Regions from separate parts of the Columba livia genome. Here region 1 is linked to region 2. The links are chromatin contacts, called in public Hi-C maps. All regions are on one chromosome and are shown on one strand. The core of a region is the stretch at or near the end of the contact, and the rest is flanking DNA. Distances in the headings are between cores, read along the strand shown. Region 1 overlaps ITCH (itchy E3 ubiquitin protein ligase). Region 2 holds the start of ITCH (itchy E3 ubiquitin protein ligase).

The links. Hi-C and Micro-C count contacts between places; a contact is called where the count stands out from the background.
Region 1: a contact with region 2 is called in a Hi-C map of crop, with 1.5 times the contacts expected there. The contact joins the enhancer-like site here to the promoter of ITCH in region 2. A contact is called at or near these places in 2 of 2 Hi-C or Micro-C datasets (crop and liver).

The regions. Positions count from the first base shown.
Region 1 is chr16:13,486,795-13,489,970 of bColLiv1.pat.W.v2, forward strand. ITCH (itchy E3 ubiquitin protein ligase) reads left to right here. Exons shown (of 24, transcript XM_065032584.1): 18 at 262-395; 19 at 1,066-1,206; 20 at 2,944-3,064. Among named protein-coding and RNA genes, the nearest start is that of DYNLRB1, 10 kb to the right of the region's middle. Within about 2 kb of position 1,572, at least 1 of the 3 cell types and tissues checked has an H3K27ac peak away from gene starts, as active enhancers do.
Region 2 is chr16:13,434,439-13,437,899 of bColLiv1.pat.W.v2, forward strand. It overlaps ITCH (itchy E3 ubiquitin protein ligase), which reads left to right and starts at 1,386. Exons shown (of 24, transcript XM_065032584.1): 1 at 1,386-1,519.

The sequences.
Region 1 (3,176 bases), core at 322-2,821, 53 kb after region 2:
AGATTCACATAATTTTCCTATAAGTGAATATTGTACTGTCAGATGGATAATTAAACAATTCATTTTGGAGTTGAAGCTATCATCAGGTGTTTGGATAGAACTAGTATTGATATAAGTTAACTCCGCATATTAGCACTCATGATATTCTAGGTGGTTTTAATTATTTGGCTGTCAAATTTCGTTGGTATAGAGTACAGAATGTTGTCATGTTAAGTAGTCAATCATCCTTTGTGTTATTTTGTCTGGTTTCATGTTCCGCAGGCTTTGTTCCACGGGAAATTCATTGACACTGGTTTCTCTCTGCCGTTCTATAAACGTATCTTGAACAAGCCAGTGGGACTCAAGGATTTAGAATCTGTTGACCCAGAGTTTTACAACTCTCTCATCTGGGTAAAGTGAGTTTGACTAGATTTTGTTCTTGAAATAGCAACACAATGGTTTTGATTTTCACTTATGCCAGGAAGCAGGTCTACGGAAAAGGACCTGGGGGTGTTGGTGACAGCGGCTGAACATGAGCCAGTGTGTGCCCAGTGGCCAGAAAGGCCACCAGCATCCTGGCTTGTATCAGGAGTAGTGTGGCCAGTGGGACTATGCTTACAAGATAGCCCTATAAACACACTGGAGTTGAAGATAATTCATTAGAGCATGCAAAGTCTTTCTTAGTTGCTTCTTTTCTGCCAAAGTGGCAGCTACATTTTAACACAGCCTTTACATGATCTGTTAGAAGCAGCGATTGTGCAGTTAAATGTGCAAAAATGTCATTGCTGGAAAGGTTTCAGTGTTCCATAGACATTCCACAGATCAGTCAGCAGGTGGTTTGTCAGCCTTGTGACTGGTAAATCTAAGGGTGCTACCCATCAAAAACTTCCGATCAGGAGCACAATTCTCATATGAGTGTTGGTAAAATGAGTCACTACTTCTTGCAAAACCATCATTATTGTGTAAGGAACAGTTCCTTCTCTGGCTTATTTAGCTCCAAACTTTCTTTCTTAAGGTTCTTCATACCTATCTCTACTGAGTAGGTGTTGACACAGTTATTTAAAATGTCATTTTTTTTCTTTACAGAGAGAATAACATTGAAGAATGTGGCTTGGAAATGTTTTTCTCAGTTGATAAAGAAATTCTGGGTGAAATCAAAAGCCACGATTTGAAGCCAAATGGTAGCAACATTCTGGTCACAGAAGAAAACAAAGAAGAATATATCAGGTAAGAATAAATGGAGATTTTAAAATACTCTTATTGGCGTCATTTCCGTTCTTTGGTTTTAGCAAGAAAACATTGTCAAGCTATATCATGTGAAACATTGTTGAAATTCTGTCCCGGAGTAGTTGCTCATGTGGGCAACAAGTGGCAATTGTTTGGATATCATATTTGAAAGGATAATATTGACAGAAATAAGGTTTTAAAATCCACTTTTCCCAGAGATTAGTTAGTGGAAGGTCCGCTTTCTTCTTAGAGATACTTAAGTTTAGCAGAACATCATGACAACTAATGTGAGCGTCAGGTATTTCGTTAAATCATCGCCTGCATTATTGAATTGTATTGCTTCACAGCCTGCTGATACTCTGCCCAGCCACTTATGGCTGCGGCTTTTTTAAACCCGACAGTTTTGGATGCTTTTGTGATAATTCCTGTTTTTTAAAGATACACAGGCTCACTACTAGTTTTATCCAAAATGGTGTGATAGTATAATATAATTAGGTCTTAACACTTCTAACAGGACAGTGTTATGATGTTGTACCGTCATAAAGGATTTTGTCTGCAGTACCAGGATGTTTTAAAGCAGTAGGTTAAGAGAGAAGGAGCCTCAGAGGATTAAAGAATGAAAACATGAGCAGTGACTTGCTTTGTCCTGAAATAGCCCTTTCTTCCCCAACGTGCAGCAGTACATACGCTCTGCTTATGAACTACAACGTATGTGCTTGTGCTTGTGCTTCAACGTACAAGCATGTGCTTGCAAAAAAACAAACCACAAAAAACCAAACAGTCCCACATTGTTGGCACAAAATAAACTGAATCACAGTAGAATTTTCTTCTCTTCCTTACACTGTGTTCTTTGAAGGCTTCTTTCACAGCCAGGGGCGAGGGAGAGGGCAGTGGCTGTTGTTTTCATCGCGTGGATAACCTGAAGACATTCCAGTGATTCACAGAAAAGAGAGTATTTGCAGAAGAAACATACTGGCATTTTGCAAAGTATTAATATTGGAGTGGAAAACAGGGAGGATCTGCAGCAAACCGTTCTGTTCTAGTTTCTAGGAACCCAGGGAGAGCTCAGATTCCAGTTTCACTCCTATTCTTTTGTCTTACTCTGAGTCTTGCTTTAAGTCCCCCAAGTTTCTGGGATTGAAATCAGAAGACAACCAAACCTACTTTAGCCTCCAGTTCTCTTGCCAGGTTAGGCTTGAATTCAGCTTAATATCTGCTTCTCCCTGGGTTCAGGTTCTTCAGGTCTCCTGCCTGCTTTTCACCCTTTTGTTAATGGCAAGTGGAGTTTCTGCCACAGAGCAAAGTTCCATGATTAACAGAAACAAATGTGGAACTTTCCAAATGGGCATAGTGATTTCTCGGTAAGCCTGCAGTCCTACTTATCTTCACCAGTACAACTTGACCCAGTTTTTACCTTTTCATGGATAATGACTGAGATTTCTGGGGAGAATATTAGACAGAGATAGCTCTGCGCTTTATTCAAATACCCAGGGACTGCTGTGCTCTCATTAATACGATCAGTGAATAGATGCTGCGTCCTTTTGGAGTCTGTAGCAGAATGGCTGGAAACGTAGGGTTTTAACACTAAGAAGAAACAAAACAGTTTGCACAGAGTAAAAGTTACTAATAAAATTATACAATGCTCTATCCCCAGAACTTTCCAGACTTTCCATATTTTTTTCAGCTCGTGGCTTGACACAGGCCGTTTGAATTATCCTTTTGTATCTTCTTTTCCAGGCTGGTAGCGGAGTGGAGACTTTCCCGAGGTGTTGAGGAGCAGACACAGGCTTTCTTTGAAGGCTTCAATGAAATTCTGCCACAACAGTATTTGCAGTATTTTGATGCTAAGGAACTGGAGGTAAAGGACTGTTTGGTTGTAGCTCGATCCAGGTGGTTACACATCACATTTTGATTTGATTTGTTGTGCTCAAGGAATGAGTAATTTGTCAGAAAGGGAGAGCAAACTAGAT
Region 2 (3,461 bases), core at 136-2,635:
CTTGCCTGTGTGTCACAAAGCCCACACTGCTACCAGTGATGTCCCACTTGCTTGACTGGTAGAAACAGATTAACCAGTATGTCCCTTTGTCCTATTCAAAATTTGAAGTTATTAGTGTTACTGTGATAACCCAGCACCATGGATGGCCAGAGGTTCGTTAATGGCATTCTTGTAATTTCAGAGGAGCATTAGCCCAGCCCACAGGTTTGCTTTGATGATCAGTTATCTGTATTGTAGTGTACATATACATATACAAACACACATATACATACTCTATGCGTGTGTGTGTATATACACATAGCTTGTATATTGTTTGTATCCATGAGGAAAGTGCTAAGGGATGCCTTGGGTGCAGGAAGATGCCACCAACCTTCTTCTGAAGGGCAGGAAGCAGACAGGTAGTGGAGGAGGGAGGCTGGAGTGTTGTGAAGGTGTGATGCTGCCCTCCTCATCCTCACCCACTCATCACATCAGGGTCCATTCAGCTGGGAGTCCAAAGTGGGTCTTGATGAGGTTCTTTCACCCATTTGATATGTTTAAATGGACATCACAGAATCCCAGAATGTGAGGGGTTGGAAGGGCCCTGGAAAGCTCATCCAGTGCAATCCCCCCATGGAGCAGGAACACCCAGATGAGGTTACACAGGAAGGTGTCCAGGCGGGTTGGAATGTCTGCACAGAAGGAGACTCCACAATCCCCCTGGGCAGCCTGGGCCAGGCTCTGCCACCCTCACCGGGAACAAGTTTCTTCTCACCTTTAAGTGGAACCTCTTGTGTTCCAGTTTGCACCCATTGCCCCTTGTCCTGTCACTGGTTGTCACCAGAAGAGCCTGGCTCCATCCTCCTGACACTCCCCCTTTCCATATTGATCCCCATGAATGAGTCCCCCCTCAGTCTCCTTTTGTCCAGCTCCAGAGCCCCAGCTCCCTCAGCCTTTCCTCACACGGGAGATGCTCCACTCCCTTCAGCATCTTAAGGACCATGCACATGCTGGACTCATCCTGCTGTAGATGAGGTTCTTAAGGACATGATTTAGAGGTGGACTTCACAGTGTTAGCAGTTGGACTCGATGATCTTAAAGCTCTTTTCCAACCAAAGCGATTCTGTAATTCTTCCCAGGGACCTGGCCCAGGGGGTTGGTGTGAGTGCTGAGGGGACGAGCAGGCCCAAACGCCTCCCTGCTGCTCAGGGCAGCCTCACCAGCAGCGGCCGAGGAATCGAGCACCATTGCGAAGCGTTCCCGGGAGCCGAGCGCCAAAGCCCGGGGACACAAAACCGAGCCACGACCCGAACGGAGGCGAAACCCGCCCCGGTCAGCAGAGGCCCCTCAGGCCGCTCTGAGCATGCGTGGCGCTGGCGCGGGGCACGCCGGGACTTGTAGTCACCGCGCCTGAGGGCGCCGAGTGACTCGGCGCACGCGCAGATCCCGCCCGACTTTGTAAAGTCGCTGCCTCAGGTTGGGCCGGGACCGGCTGCCATCTTGGCCGAGGGACGGAGCAGCCGCCGCGCCGCCGTGCCCGGTGAGGGGAGCGGGGGTCCGCGCCGCGGGCGGGGCAGAAAGGGGGAAGCGGAGGCGGCGGGAGCGGTGGGAACGGGACCCTGCGGGGCGGTGGGGCGCGGCACGGCGGCCTCGCCGCTCTCAGCTCCCGGCGGCCGTGGCACAGCGGCGGGGGCGCGGGGACCCCGGCGGGCGTAGGCCTGGCTTCGGGAGGGGTTCTTGCCCTCGCTGAGGGAGTCCTCCGCGCCGCGCTGCCTCCCCGGGCGGGGCAGCCCTTGGGCCAGTGGCCCGGCTGGGGGGCAGCATCGCGCCTTTCCCGGGGACGGGGCGGCGGTCCCGGGACCCCAGCGCTCCCCTGCGAGGGCTGCCCGCCCCCGCCGCCCCTTCTCCGGCTGTGCCGACCCGCGCTGCCGAGCCCTTTCCCCGCTCCGCCTGGAGGGGACACCTGCCCGGAGTCCGGGCTGGGGACCCCGTTGTCCCCAGCTCTGTATCGCTCGCTCCGGTTGTCCCCAGCGGTTCTGGCTTCCCCTCCCCGGGCGGCCCCGCCATCCTTTCCAGGCTCCTCGTCGCCGGGATTAGCCTCTAAACCTCCTTCCTCTTGGGGCCTTGGGGATTCGCTTTGCTTTCCGGCAGGCGTTCCGTGGCACGGCACCTCGTGTTTGGCCCCCGCGTCCCCCCCGCCCGGGGGCTCCTTCAGGGCCGGCTGCGGGTTCGCTGCCTTCGGCTTGTCAGGGGACAGCCGTGCCTGGGAGTCCTGTTTCCTAGCGATAAAGCACGGCTCTAGCTGGAGGTTTATACTCAGCTGTGTTCCCTCTTGTAAACACGGCAGAATGGCAGCTGGTGCCACCGCTTTATTTTGGAAACATGGACAAGTTTTAGCTGTTAACCCTCCCGCTTCCAGTTAGGTTTGTCTTTGACCTTGTGTGGCAATAGTATCCAGATAAAAGCAGAAGAGAGTGTTGGAGGGTGCATTCATCTAATTGGTTATGATAGCCAAGAATTCAGCTTGTTTGCATAGCTCTAATTTGTCATGTTAATTGGCAAAAGAACTTCAGATCTATGTGTGATGCGGAGAGAAGGACGGTGTGGCATTTGGGTTATCTGTTGTCATTTATGTAGCATCCTTTACACTTGACGTTTCAGAAAATATCCCCAGCAAAACCTGTCTTTATAGCTTAATTAGAATTGAAAAGATGAGAAACCAGGGTGTTTTAGGACTACTTTTCCAAATATATTATTGCTTGCTTTAGTGAGTTTCTCATTGTTTTGTTTGGTCTCTGCTACTCTTCCACTCATCCTTTTCAAGGAGAAAAGGAGAGAAATCCAGACTGATATTTGCAAGGAGGCAGTCTCTTTCAAGAGAATCACAGTATATCCAGCTATTGCTTGCTTTTATTTACCTGAAAAGGCATAGGTGTTCACGAATGAAACATGAACTGCAAGCTGTCTTCAATTCTGAGGATCTGAATGCTTAAAAAAATCTGTTTTGAAAAAGCACATTTAAATTATTTTCTCTTTTCTTGCAGCAAAAGTCCAAAGCAGTTCTAATTTAATTACAGTTACGTTGCTCTTTGCTACAGCCATTTCAATCTGAACTTGGTCTAGTGTGCATTCTTAGTTGTGGTTTGGCTGACAGTCTCCGTTGCTGCACTGAATGTGTTCACCTCCGAGTGATCATCGGAATAATATGTAGCATTCTGATCCAAAGTGAATTTTCTTGCCTTTAAAACAAAGAACTAATATAGTACATGTGAAAGGTGATGTTGCAGTGGAAAATAACTGAGACTTCTGAGTGCTAGCTTTGAAAGCTTCTTACAGATTAAACAGTTATTTTGGGGTTTAAGAGAGATTGAGAGAAGATTATTTATATCAATTTATTAGTTAAGCAGCATCACCTTGTTGTCTTCCCTCAATTTTCTCTCCCTTTGTAAAGTTCTGTTTCTTCTGTGCTAAACCAGACCTGA